Linked DNA regions of Zea mays: region 1 is linked to region 2. Evidence: chromatin contacts called from public Hi-C data. All regions are on one chromosome and are shown on one strand. The core of a region is the stretch at or near the end of the contact, and the rest is flanking DNA. Distances in the headings are between cores, read along the strand shown. Region 1 holds the start of LOC100283809. Region 2 holds the start of LOC100193155 (U3 small nucleolar ribonucleoprotein protein IMP3-like).

Region 1 (6,676 bases), core at 1,742-4,241, 420 kb before region 2:
ACATCCCCCCACAGTGGCAACGGGAGCACCACAAATGATGAGACTAGAGCAGAAGCCGAAGGTAGGAGCGGACGGGTTGAAATCCCCCGTAGTCGCAGTGTGGTAAGGGTGCGAACGATGAGACTGGAGCAGAAGCTGAAGGTAGGAGCCGACGGGTTGAAATCCCCCCCACAGTCGTACCGACGTGAGGGTGCGAGTGTTGCGGTTGGAGTAGAGATTGGTGTGCATTCCAAGTAGATGATAGTTCCTGAATGCCGAGGTAGCTGAAGTCGAGGTGGTGGGCTGCTGTGGCTTGGAGACACCCAGCAATAGCCTCGTTCTTTGGGGGTCATCTTTGGGGGTCGACGTTTGAGCGTCAATGATCGACGGGATCACGGGACGACGCAAAAGGGACAACAACAGCCTCATGAGCCTTCTTGCTTCTTTCCGCGGCCGGTCGTCGAGGAGCCCCGCTAGGGAAGCCAGTGGCAACACACGCGTCTGCGCTGGTCAGGGTGGCCGCGCGACGACGGCGGAACAGAAGGGGCAACAGCGGATCCGGCCGGGAAGGCCACGATAGCGACGGATCCAGCCATGAAGATGACGATCCGACCAAAGAGACGGCAGATCTAGTCGGGAACGGCGCAACAACGGTGGATCTAGCCGGGAAGGTCGCGGCAGCGACAGATCCAACGTTGGCGACAACGAAGAAGGGGGCGGCAGCGGGTCCAACCAGGCAGGGACTGCACCGGATCTAACCAGGCAGGGGGACAACACCGATGACGGAAGAAGCTTGAAGAAGTGGGAGGCGTTGTGCTCAGGCGAGGCGTGGGACAACGCAGTGCCAGCCATGGCAGGGGAGAGGCTGGCCCTGGGCGCCAACATCCTGCTCGCCGGAGCAGGAAACATGGTGGCGGCGGCCATGGGGGACAGAGCACTGGCTGCCATGGGGGCGAAAGATGCAGCGTCGTAGGAGGCGACGCCGGTGAGACCCCAGGTGGGCGCAACCGCGACCAGGATGGAGTCAGGGGCTGGAAGCAGGCCGACGGTGCTTGGGAGAAGGGGCTCACCACCGACAGCGTAGAAGAGAGGGGAGGGTCACAATCGGCCGTCGACAGCACAACACAGATGGGGGGAGCCACATAGCCACACTAGAGGGAGAGGAGGGTGTCGGCGCGGTCCCTTGCACGTCGGTCGGAGGGAGCGAGTCGTGGGCCTACGCCCCGCACAACATGGTGGGGCTTGGAGAGGTGCCGCCACGGCCGGCTGCATCAGCATGTACCCAGGACATCTCGGCTCGGGCTCCAGCAGTTCCGACGCGGCCCGCCGCCCCGGTGGCTTGTCCGAGGAGGTCGAGGAAGGTAGCGAGGTCTCGGCAGGGAGCTCCACGGGGCGGGGCGTCGGGACCGTGGTCTTGTTTGGACGCACGATGACGAGCCTGCCCGACGACGCTGTCCGACGGTGGTGGTACGAGTAGCCCAACTCGTCGTCCTCTCGGTCCTCTACGGTGTCGGCTTCAGAGCACGATGGTGGTGCCGGCCAGGGGAGAGAGGGGAGGCTGGCAGCTTGAATGGGGGTGCCGCCCCCGGGAGGGAAGGATGAGTCTCCTGGGGACGACAGCGCGGTAACTGTGGGGAAGGAGGTCGGCGGCTGTAGGGGTGCTGGCGGCTGAGAGTTGGGAGGGAGAAGGGGTGAACCTAGCCGATACCATGTAAGAATTTGTGAAACCCTTATTGTATTGCATAGAGGATGGTTACATATATATAGACCTAGGGGAAACCCAAACCCTAACCCTAATAGGCCGGCAGCCCAACAGCGGTGCCAGCCCACCTACACATACATAACACACACTCTAACAAGCATGAACAGTAAATCACCAGCCAGAAGAAGAGTAAAGAAAGATAAGACAAGATGCAATCAGCTCTGCATTCTCTGAATAGGTCACACTAATCATACCATGTGAACAGTTAGGTAAAAAAGTGGAAGAACATTCTAAAATCAGATTAATAGTTGTTGCGTTAGAAGGTGAAATTCTAAATTCTCGCGCTTGTGTGTTTTGAACCACTGAACAATTGACATAAAAGACAGAACAGTGATGCATGCTACAAAACATAGTAAGGCCATCTTCTGATGGGCCATGTGTCAAATTCTTGTGGATATAATTCCCAATGAGAATATGTGAACTCCAACAAAGACCCATGGAATGATGGAAGTTGCTGGTTCTCACTAGATTATTAGATGCAAATATTTTGTTTTATCCTAAACACTAACTGTGGCGGGAATACCGAGGGTAAAATCAAATCCATCGGAAAGCCCTTTGCTCTGAAGTTTTAGGCATTTAGGAACTAGTATAAGCATTTATTACAGCAAACGAAACTACTGCAGAACTCATAAATGAACAATGGGGGCAGAGGGAGAGCCGAAAAACGTAGTACAGATTCTAAATAGCATCAATCCATGACAGATTTCACTGGTTAAGCAATCTGTGAATGGCTGCCTAAAAGTAACAAGCGGGCTATTGTCTTACAGGTGAAAGCCTGAAAGGGGAAAGAAGATGACGATTGTCGAAAGTGGAAAGTAAGCATAGGAACCTGGAGTAATGGAGCGACCAATAGAAATACTGGCAGATCTTCTCGAGGATGTTGGTGGGGATCTCTGGGAAGCGGACCTCGCCCTGGCGCGTCTCAGAGAAGCCGCCTGTGGGGAAGACGAGAGGGATGGATGTGATGCGAGGACGGCGCGCTGATGGGAATGGAAGAGGTGAAGAGTACCCTACCTGGGGATGTGAGCATGTTGCGGAGGGTGTTGGAGACCATGGCGGCCTTCCTGTCAACAACGAATTCGAAGCCCTCGGCGCTGATGAGCTTGACAACGCCTGCGGTATCGTCGTCCTCTTCGTCCTGGGGCTGGTGGTGCTCACGCGGCGGCGGCATCCTGCGACCTTGAGTGTCTGCGACGGATTGGTTTGGGGTTGAGGCAATGAGGCTGGTGACTGGTGTGGTTTGCTCTCACAAGTCACAAATAGCGTGTTGAATCTCCCGATATGACGTGGGCCATGTTTGGTTCAGCTGTGTTCTGACCAGCTTTTCTAAGAATCTGGCTGTGAGGATAATCTGGCTGTGGGAAGAATCTGAGTATTATTAGGATTATGTGCGGAGGAAGATAAAGATGTTCATAGGGCTCAGGATCTAGAAAGTGACGGATTCCTACTATTGCAACAACTCAACCGATTATATGTTTATATTGATTTTGAATAGTTTTTATCTAAACAAATTTTATAGAAGCTGACTGAAAAGCTGACGCGTTTGGCAGTCCGTAGCAACTTTTGGTGGCCAGAAGCTGCAAAAAGCTGAAACAAACTGGGGCATATATTGTTGGGCTGAGCCGGCTCAGTGATTTGGCGAGCTCGCCAATGAGGCTCGACTCTCGTGAGCCGGCTCGTGAGCTATCTACTCGGCTTCATAAAAAAAAACTAAACTACAAATAGAATAAAAAAAATGCAGCAATCATAGTCCATGAACAAATTGAAAGTTCATAACTATAAAATGAAATTATAGCTTGCTGCACAGGACACAAAGTCACACACCATAACTATAGACTGTAATTATAGTTTGCAACACAGTATACAGCCATAGAGCATTATATAATACCAAAAGTGTAGCTCATAATTCAAAGAAAAAACATCCAGCAGGCAGCATACACACAGAACCATAACTCCATAAGAGTAAGCTTGCTGGCTTGCTGTACACACACTCGATACTTCAATTCACTCTATACTCAGTCTCAGCATTCAATAATATCATACCTTCATTTCAGTCTGCACTATGCAGCAGCAACACACTCAACACGCCACTATGCCTGATCACCTGTCATGTGACCCCTATCCACCATACCAGGTCACCAATTCACCAGTATTGTACTCCCTCCGTTCCTTAATATATGTCGTCCGTTAGTACAAATTTGAACTATTAGGCGACAAATAAAAAGAAACGGAGGGAGTATAACACATCGTCACACTCACATAGTCACACGCCAAAGCCATTACTGCTTGTTGTTGCTGACTTGCTCCAATGCTCCTTGCTGGATGCATGGCTTGTAAACACTTGCCTGGCTTACTGTTGCTGACACACAGACACACACTCACACGATTGCTGACTGGTCGCCTGGCTTGCACTTACACCTGAACAAGAAAGCAGTGTGGGGCCTCGGCGAACAGGGTTGAAGGCCATGCGCTCGTGCGTCCGTGAGGGGCTTATCTTCGCTCCTAAGGTAGGATGGCAGGGCGCCTCGACAACCGGCAAGGAGGCAACCCTCTGCGCGGCGACGGCGGTGGCGTGCCCGGAGAAGAGAAGAAGCAGACGGCGGCACGCCTCGCTTAATCGGTTAGACTCAATCGTCTTCTTTATTTATCCTCTATATCTCTACATGTGTCTTGCTCTCCAACAACATTCTTTAAATCACGTCCTCTATACACAAATAACTACATTAGAGACATTTTTATTTTTAAATTTTTGTACATACATATTTGTCAAACTCTCAAATATATTGTACATATTTTAGTTTTGCTAAACCGGTTGTTTAAAGTATTCAAATGGATAGAGTGACTGTTTAGAGAAACTCTACATATAGAGAATTCAGCAACATCCTCTACATTTAGATGATCATTTAGAGGACGCCGTTGGAGAAAGTAGAGTATCATTCGATCCTCTATATTTAGGCTAGAGGAGCCTTTACAGACTCTATTGGAGAGAGCCTCAGGCTTAGGGTTTGGGCATTGGGAATTTGGGATTGAGCATAAGCTGTTGGGCCGCAAGGCCGCATCCTATCCCAGGCGTATCGTGCAAGCTCTCTACTCTGGTTGGCCAGCTCACACGAGCTCGGTTCAGCTCGGGGAATTTCTGAGCTCACAAAATAGGCTCGACTCGTTGCGGGCTCACGAGCCGAGCCTCGCCTCGCCGAGCTGCATCAAGCCCTAGCCATTTTCCTCCCTAGCTGGGTGCATCCGGTAAAGAACGGGACGATTGTACGTAGAGGTGTTAGACTAGCTCCAGCAACAACCTGTATGCGAATGCAGCCTTTTTCATGTCCAGCAGCAACCGCTAAAAGGAACTCTAAAATAGAGGACCAGCAAAACATCCGCTATCCATGGAGGCTCTGTTATCCGACGTTGGGCTGGTGTTGTGCATTGTACGAAACCACCTAGAACCAAGCAAAAGTACCTTTTTTCATTTTACCACTTTTTATGAAGAAATTTCACATTTAGCCCCCTAGAGGAACTATTCTCGGTTTTGGACCCTCTGCTCGGTGCCATATGCCCTAGCACCGAGGTAACACTGCTCTATGCCATGGGCTGTGGCGCCGAGCAGAGGTTCGCGCTGGCGCTGGCAGGCCGAGCTGGTAGCTGACGTGACACCTAGCTCGTGTCGTGCCAAAAATCAGATCGCCAAGCTAGGTTGTATTATAAATCTCCCATTCCCTGGCCAAGAGTCACACCCTGCCATTTCTCTCCCTTGTTTCCCTCTTCATTAATACCGCCAAGAGTTGCTCGAATCTTCGTATTCGAGTTTGAAAGCTTTGATTCGGTCCATATAGCTTGAAGACCAAGGTATGGTGTGTCACCGATTCATTTGTTATGCAATCATTTGGTATATATATTGCCTAGTATGGTTTCTTAGGGTTTGGATTAATTAGTTTATGGTGGTGAACAAATTGCTATTAGTTATGATTTCTAAGACATATTGTTGATATGGTGATAAAGGTTTCTTAGATAGTTTTTGAATCGTGGGTTTAGGGTTTTGAAGCTATGAATACCAGTTATTTATAAGTTGAAATCATTCATGGTGTATCTCTAGGGGTGTTAATATACAACCGTTTCGTAGATGGAAGACATGTATCGGGAGATGTTGTGGCAAAAGAGAGGTCGTCCTCGAGAGTAATATCGTGATGCATCTAGCAAGGATGCTCATGTTCCTCCTGATGTTCCTGTACCTAATTGTGATTGTGGCCCGCCAGAATGGTTATTTCAATCCAGTCATCTAGATACGGCTGCTCGTTGCTTCTACACATGCGGTCGTTTTAATGTATGTAGTTTTTCACATCGTTGTTTTGACTATTTTATAGATGTGTACTAATGTTTCGTTCCATTCTTGTAGGATCATGAGAGGTGCTTTTTTAGTGGATCGACGATCCTGATAAGTTTGACCCTCGCTATCTCCTTTTCAATAATTGTTGGGAGGGAGGAATACGTGAGAGCGTTTTAAGTGGTGGGTCCCTCCTCCGCCGAACCCGCCACCAATGACAGAGGAGGAGAAGAACTTAGCCACAGATAGACGACTGGAGTCTCCACCTCGGTGCGATTGCGAAGACCATACTGTGATATGTCCGGAGACTGCATAATACTTCATGTGTACCAATAGTGTTGGGGGCCTTCCTTTTTCGAAGGTCCAAAAAAATGTGACTAACCATTTGTTTTCAGTATGATATAGACTATTACAGGAAGCTTCAGCTTTGTGATGAAAGTTCTCTCATGATAAATACATGTGATATGAATATACAACTCGAAGGTGACATGGATGGACGCCGAAGCTGTGGCTCAAGGAGCTTCGACTTGGATGGAAGATGAAACCGACCTAAGGGGGAAAGGACTACTTAGTCCTTGATAACTTGTATTATAACTAAGAGTAAATGTCAGGGGTAT
Region 2 (7,107 bases), core at 3,890-6,389:
GATAGGAAGAGTACATCAGGGACGTGCCAATTCCTAGGAAGGTCCCTGGTGTCTTGGAGTTCAAAGAAACAAACTTCTGTTGCCCTATCCACCGCTGAGGCCGAGTATGTTGCTGCAGGACAGTGTTGCGCGCAACTACTTTGGATGAGGCAAACCCTCTGGGACTTTGTCTACAATCTGAGCAAAGTCCCACTCCTATGTGATAATGAGAGTGCAATCCGCATGGCGGACAATCCTGTTGAACACAGTCGCACAAAGCACATAGACATCCGACATCACTTTTTGAGAGACCACCAGCAAAAGGGAGATATCGAAGTGTTTTATGTTAGCACCGAGAACCAGCTAGCCGATATCTTTACCAAGCCTTTAGATGAGAAAACCTTTTGCAGGCTGCGTAGTGAGCTAAATGTCTTAGATTCACGTAACTTGGATTGATCTATAGCATACATGTGTTTTATGTCTTTGATCATGTTCCTTTATGCATTTTGTTGTTTATGGTGCTTAAGTTGTGCAAGCAATCCCCAGACATCAAAAGTGCATGTGTGAGTGATGCACATACTTAGTGGGAGATGTGCTACAACTTGACCCTTTGAAACTAACCGTGTGCTTGAGGTTACTCAATCTAGTCTCAAAGGTGGATTGAAAGGGAAAGGTGAACTTGGACCATGCAAGACTTCCACTGCACTCCGATGAGAGGGTTTTTTACTCCAAGTTCATCTCCTTGCTCTTATTGCCTTTTATTAGTAATTGACGATTTTGGTGAGGCAATGGGGTTTTAGGGCCAAGATTGATCCCGTTTTGGTGCTTAATGCCAAAGGGGGAGAAAATAAGGCCAAAACAAATGGATCAGCTACCACATGTGAAATTTTTGAAAAAGAGTAGAGTAGGACTTTTGATTTGTCAAAATACTCTTACTATCAAAATTTGGTCTCTTGTGGGGAGAATGGCTGATTATGGGAAAAAGGGGGAGTTTTTGGCTCTTGATCATTTTTACTCTTGGATTATATCTCTTTGAGTCTAAACATGTGTGTTTAACTTAGAGATAGAAAAATGAATTTGATTTGCAAAAACAAACCAAGTGGTGGCGAAGAACGATCCAAATATGTCAAATCTTATCAAAGACTATTTTTGTTCTCAATTGCATTGATGTTGCATTTCTATTTGTTGCTTTTTGATGTGTTGGCATAAATCACCAAAAAGGGGGAGATTGAAAGGGAAATGTGCCCTTGGGCCATTTCTAGTATATTTTGGTGATGAAGTGCCCAACACATATTGAGTGAGTAATTATATGCCAAATGATGGATGAAGTGCAAATCGACAAGAAGGTATGGTTCTAGACTTAGTACATTGGTTTTTATGTACTAATATATTTGTCTAAGTGCTAGAATTAGGAAAAGAAAAGGATTGGAAAAGAGTTGGCTGTGTACAGCCAACTGCTGCTCAGTCTGGGTGCACCGGACAGTGTCCGGTGTGCCAGGCTGGGCTCTGGCGAACTGGCCATTCTTGGGAATTCGTCGGCGGCGTACGACTATAATTCACCGGACTGTCTGGTGGTGCATCGGACTGTCCGGTGAGCCAACGGCCGCCAGCGCAACGGTCGGTCGCGCAATCCGGGCGCGACGCGTGGCCCATGCCAACGGCCGGCTGGGGGCACCGGACTGTCCGGTGCGCCAACCAGCCCGAAGATCCAACGGTCGGCTGCGCCAGGAATGGAAGGAGATCCGCACCGGACATGCTACAGTAGTTGTCCGGTGGTGCACCGGACTGTCCGATGCGCCACCCGTCAGAAGGCAAGAATTGCCTTCCTTGTTGGGTTCCAACAGCTCCTAGCTGCCTTGGGGCTATAAAAGGGACTCCTAGGCGCATGGAGGAGTCACCCAAGCATTCCTTGATCATTCCTAAGCACCAAGACTCCATTCTCGTGCATTCGATTCTTTGAGATAGTGACTTGAGCACCATTTGAGTAGAGAACTCCTCGAGTTGTGTTGTGAGCTCAAGTTGTGGCTTTGTGTGTGTGATTGTGCTCTTGCTTTGAGTCTTGTGTGTGTTGCTTTTCCCACCCTTACTTCCGTGCTTCTTTGTGATCATCAATTGTAAGGGCGAGAGGCTCCAAGTTGTGGAGATTCCTCGCAATCGGGAAAGAGTATAAGAAAGAAAAACACCGTGGTATTCAAGTCGATCATTGGATCACTTGAGAGGGGTTGAGTGCAACCCTCATCCATTGGGACGCCACAACGTGGAGTAGGCAAGTGTTATACTTGGCCGAACCACGGGATAAATCTCCGTGTCTCTTGTACTTGTTTTCTCTGGGACCATTGTGTTTCACAAGAGCTTGGTCCTAAGTCACTTGATTCTATTGTGCTAACACTTAACCAAGTTTTGTGGCTACAAGTATTTGATTTTTACAGGATCACCTATTCACCCCCCTCTAGGTGCTCTCAGTTAGTGCCTTGCCTTTGCTCCTCCCCTTTTTGGGTTCAACCATAGTTGGACAGTTGTCCCTGAAGTGACCCTTCTCCCCGCATGTGAAACATCCTTTCTTTCCTTGCCTTTTCCTGTCAATGTTAAAGAGAAGATCCTCTACCTGTAGGGGCACACCCATTAGATTAATCTTGCGGATCATCCCCATTACCTTTTCGACGCGTCAGATTGTTTCTTCGTCCTTGGAGGATGATTATCTTCATCATCATCACTTTCTTCTTCCTCCTCTTCTTCACTTGAGGGACTTGGAGTGGGAGCCTTCCTTTTACCCTTACTTTCATCACATGCAAAAGCATATGGCCTTGAAAAAGTTGACTCCTCTCCCCGACACATTTTTCGCGACGTCTCAAAGGCCGCAATTATCCCAATTACAATGGTCGGGGTCATTGTACTCAAGTCCTCCATGTTGTGAAGAATAGTGATGATGCTCTCATATCTTTGGTAGTAGGGAGATAATCTTCCTCATAATGTCCACATCACCTAGCTTATTTATGCCAATATAATTGAGCTCATTGATGATTAGATTCAAACGAGAATACATATTTCTAACAAGCTCATTATCTTTCATAGCAAAAGAATTATACTCATTTAAGGCTAGGCAATGTTTTTGCTCATGGACATTGGATGTGCCATCATGGAGCTCATGCAATTTTAGCCAAATCTCATTAGCAGTTTTTAATGTAAAAACTTTATTGAAAATATTTATGCTAAGACATTCATACAAGTAATTTTTCGCTCTAGCATTTAAATGAATCTCTTTTCCCTCGCTCGTGGTGGGTTTCTCGAGATTTTTGGGGGGTTTCATCCTATCACGAGTGACTCGCCAAACACCTAGATCAACGACCTATAGGTAACAAGCCATTCTAGCAATATAATATGGGAAGTTTGTGCCGTCGAAGTGTGGTGGCCTATGGGTATCCATCCTCTTTCTCTAAAAGCGTCGGCTCTTTTAACGGTGAAGCTAAAATGTTTCAAATGAGACAAACCATGCTATGATACCAATTGAAGAAAATATGTGACACCTAAGAGGGTGTGGATTAGGACTTCTAAAAGTTTCACTAAACTAGGCCACAAATAAATCCCTAGAGCAAAACCTATGCAAATAATCAAACTAGAATGTGCAGACTAGGTTTTGTCTAAGTGTTGCTATCTCTACCGTAATGTCTAAGTTCCAATCCTAAATAATATAAGTATAAAGCCAAGATTGAAACTTAAATGCTTAATATAAATACGGAAGCTAAAGAGCAAGGTAGAGATGCAAACTCTCGTGGATGACGCCGATGTTTTTATTGAGTTATCCAGAACCACGCAAGGTCCTGACTAATCCTCGTTGGTGAGTCTTAGGGACTCGGACGATGAACTCGGGGCGCAGGGTTTATACCGGTTCATACTGGTTCAAGTTCACACTGTACTCCATTGTAGTGTTGATCGTAGTACTGCTTGGAGTGTGTTACAACTGGTGTACTTGTGTGTCTTTTGTCAGAGGAAGAGGGTCTTTCCCTTTTATATCCTAAGGACCTGACCTTACATTGCTATTTCTTTAGAGAGATAATAAAGAAAGAAGAAATCCTTTGTCCGTTGCAGCGGGTCCCTTTCTCCTGGTCATGCGAAGAAGCACTCCTGGGCATGGCGCCACCTGTCGCTTCTGTCCTTACAGCGGGTCTGTGGATGATGTCCCCGAGGTGATGCGCGACAGGCCCCATGGTTGAGTCTCGGGGCTCGACTGACACAACATGGTTCCCTCCCGCCATTGTGGGCCCCAAGTTGTCCTTCCGCGCGTATGGATTGGTCCATTCGATATGGCACCTATCTTGTCGTTTCCGCCATACCGGCTATTGTAGAGGCTCCGGCGCTGAGTTCGTCGGAGAGTTGTGTCTGTGTCTTATCGCCTGGGCTTCTGGCGCCACGCACTGTCGTGGTCGATGTATGTTTGTGGCTTTGGCTCGACGCTTAGACTTGCTCGACGGGGAAGCTGGTCGCCCGCTTCGCCTCACAGACTTACTTGGCGGGGGCCTCGGTCGTTCGCTACGTAGACTTGCTTGGCGGGAGACTTGCTCGATGGACACATTAACATTTGGGTTGGACACGTTAACATTTGGGTATCGTCGTTTGGTGGACTGCATAAATGCGTATTTAGATTCCTTTGTATATTCTTGTTGGAGTTAGCCTGACAGAACTATTGCAATTGGGAGATGGTAGCCGCCTTTTTTTAGTTGAGGGGATAAGAGCATCTCTAAGAGCTCCTCAGAAGTCTCCCCTAAATCAATTTTTTGGGAAAAACATAAAACATGTCTCCAACAGTTCCCTTAAAGTGCTTCCAACTTTTTCATAACACTTAAAACTTCCTTATTTGTAGCTACAAATAGGGTTTTTTGGGCTCCCTATAAATAATTTGCCGCTTTAAGGGATCTGTTGGAGAAATGATTAAAATTTACGCCACAAATTTTTTAGATATCCTTTAAAACTGATTTTTAGGGGTCATTTTCTCGGATATTGGAGATGCTTTGAAAGTTAACTTTTGTATGGAATTTTGCCTCTTTCCTCGCAGGTAACAGGTGCCCAGCGTTTGCGGACCCGTTTCAGCCCACGGGCGCCTACGGTGCTTGAAATTTAGGTCCAGTATCAATTTATGCCCACAAACCACAATGCCAGCCCATGTATCAAACCCTAGGTGTCATCGAGTCCAGCGTCAACAGGCAACAGGTGTCCCAGCCGCGCGCCGCACGCCCTGTTGCCTTCTCTCGACTTCGAGAGCACCGCCGCACGGCATAACGCTCGCACGGCCGAGCCCCGACATTCTACCGCACTCCCTCCGCTGCACCCCTTTCCATTCTACCGCCGGCGACGCCAAAGTTCTTGGGCCTCCTCATCGGCGACTTTTCCGCCGGCGACAGGAAACAACGAACCAAACCACTTCTCTGTCGAGAGGCGTCGCGCTCCTCTCTTCGCCCTCTGCTGGTACTGACTGCGCTGGCTTAAATTGATTACGTCTATTTCTTGTATCGTTGGCAAGTAATCCTCGCCTTACTTGTTCGTGTTGTTCTTCCGGCAGTTATTTTTCTTAACCCGGCTTTCTCTCGATTGCTGCGTAAAGTTGAAGATGAGGAAGCTCAAGTTCCATGAGCAGAAGCTCCTCAAGAGGCACAATTTCTTGGAGTACAAGAGGGAGGGCGGCCACCGCGAGGCGCTCGTCACACAGCGCTACCGCCTCGTGGAGAGGGACGACTACAAGAAGTGGGTTTTTTCTATCCCCGCTATCTCTTGCTTGCCTGTTTAATCATCTCTGTAGTTTGTATTGGATCAGTAGTAGGATTGCTTTATGTTGAATTCTCAACGAAGCATTTGATCAAGGATACACTGAAAATTTTGGACTGTTGGGTGGCAGGTACAATGGGATATGCTTAATGGTGCAAAAGCTCGTTAACATCATAAAGCAGATGGACCCAAGAGACCCTTTCAGAATCCAGATGACAGACTTGATTCTCGATAAGCTGTAAGACTGCTAGTTCACTTTACTTGATCGTGAGATTGTATATACCATTGGTTATGTAAATTTTGAGCTGGGGTTACATCCTCAAGTACCAAAATCTTACAAGTTCGCCTCCTGTGTAGCTATTGATTGTATCTTTGACTGCTTGTAGAGTTAACGGTATTGAACTTCACCTGTACCTGTTTGTAGTATGTAAGGAAAGGCATACTGCTGTTTCCTTTACTACCTCACATATATAGGAACATTTTATAATTGCATTCTCGAATCCTGTGTTTTCCTGTGAAATTGAGATGGTTCTTGTGAAATTTCTGTGTTTCAAATGGGCCCTCAGTGTGTTGAGGTATCTACATATGAATTGTTTGACTGGTTGCTCAGAACTCACTGCAGTGTAAATGTGCCAAAGGTTGCTTGGATATCTGAAATCATGAGATTTCTAATTATATTTCCTGCGTTCCAAATGGACCCTCAGTGTGTTGAGGTATCTACATATGAATTGTTTGACTGGTTCCTCAGAACTTACTCCAGTGTAACTGTGGCAAAGGTTGCTTGGATATCTGAAATCATGAGATTTCTAATTATATGTTTGTATTCTTCCTATGTCTGGTCATACAATCCAATATTGAACTTCACTGCGAAAGAGTCTCTAGCCGATTTGGTTAGGTGGTCTGAGTAGCACTCCTCAGGTTCTGAGTTCGAATCCAGTGGGAGCGAATTTTAGGCTGAGGTTAAAAAAGGTCACTCGCTGGTTCCCATGGTTGTGTGCACGCGAGATGGACTGACCTATGGGGGCGGATCCTCTTGTAGGGGCTAGGAGGGCTCAAAGCATGAGTAAAGATCTGTCCTAAAGGGGGCGCATCCGTTGCATGGGGGGCAGCTTTTCTGACCTTTCTGGGGCTCTGATTGAAATTCTTCTTAACATAATACTGTGGGGGCAGTATTTTCCTTACCGGCCGAGTTTTTTTAATATTGAACTTCACTAGTACTATCATAATTTCTTCATCTGCATTGGACTTCATTGCCATTGCCTGTCATCTGTAATAGTGGTCGTTCCCTGATTGTGGCAATGGATTGATTTTTTTAAAAGAAACCACTATTCAGTGAGCTACTTATTTTTGTGGTCTGATGGAGCTACTTAA

What was found. Hi-C and Micro-C count contacts between places; a contact is called where the count stands out from the background.
Region 1: a Hi-C map of tassel shows a contact between it and region 2, with 1.7 times the contacts expected there. The contact joins the promoter of LOC100283809 here to the promoter of LOC100193155 in region 2. A contact is called at or near these places in 2 of 25 Hi-C or Micro-C datasets (ear and tassel).

Annotation. Positions count from the first base shown.
Region 1 is chr6:126,043,236-126,049,911 of Zm-B73-REFERENCE-NAM-5.0, reverse strand. LOC100283809 reads right to left here and starts at 2,991. Exons shown (of 3, transcript NM_001156707.2): 1 at 2,756-2,991; 2 at 2,571-2,676. The coding sequence starts at 2,912.
Region 2 is chr6:125,625,946-125,633,052 of Zm-B73-REFERENCE-NAM-5.0, reverse strand. It overlaps LOC100193155 (U3 small nucleolar ribonucleoprotein protein IMP3-like), which reads left to right and starts at 5,139. Exons shown (of 5, transcript NM_001416316.1): 1 at 5,139-5,439; 2 at 5,576-5,715; 3 at 5,867-5,974. The coding sequence starts at 5,582.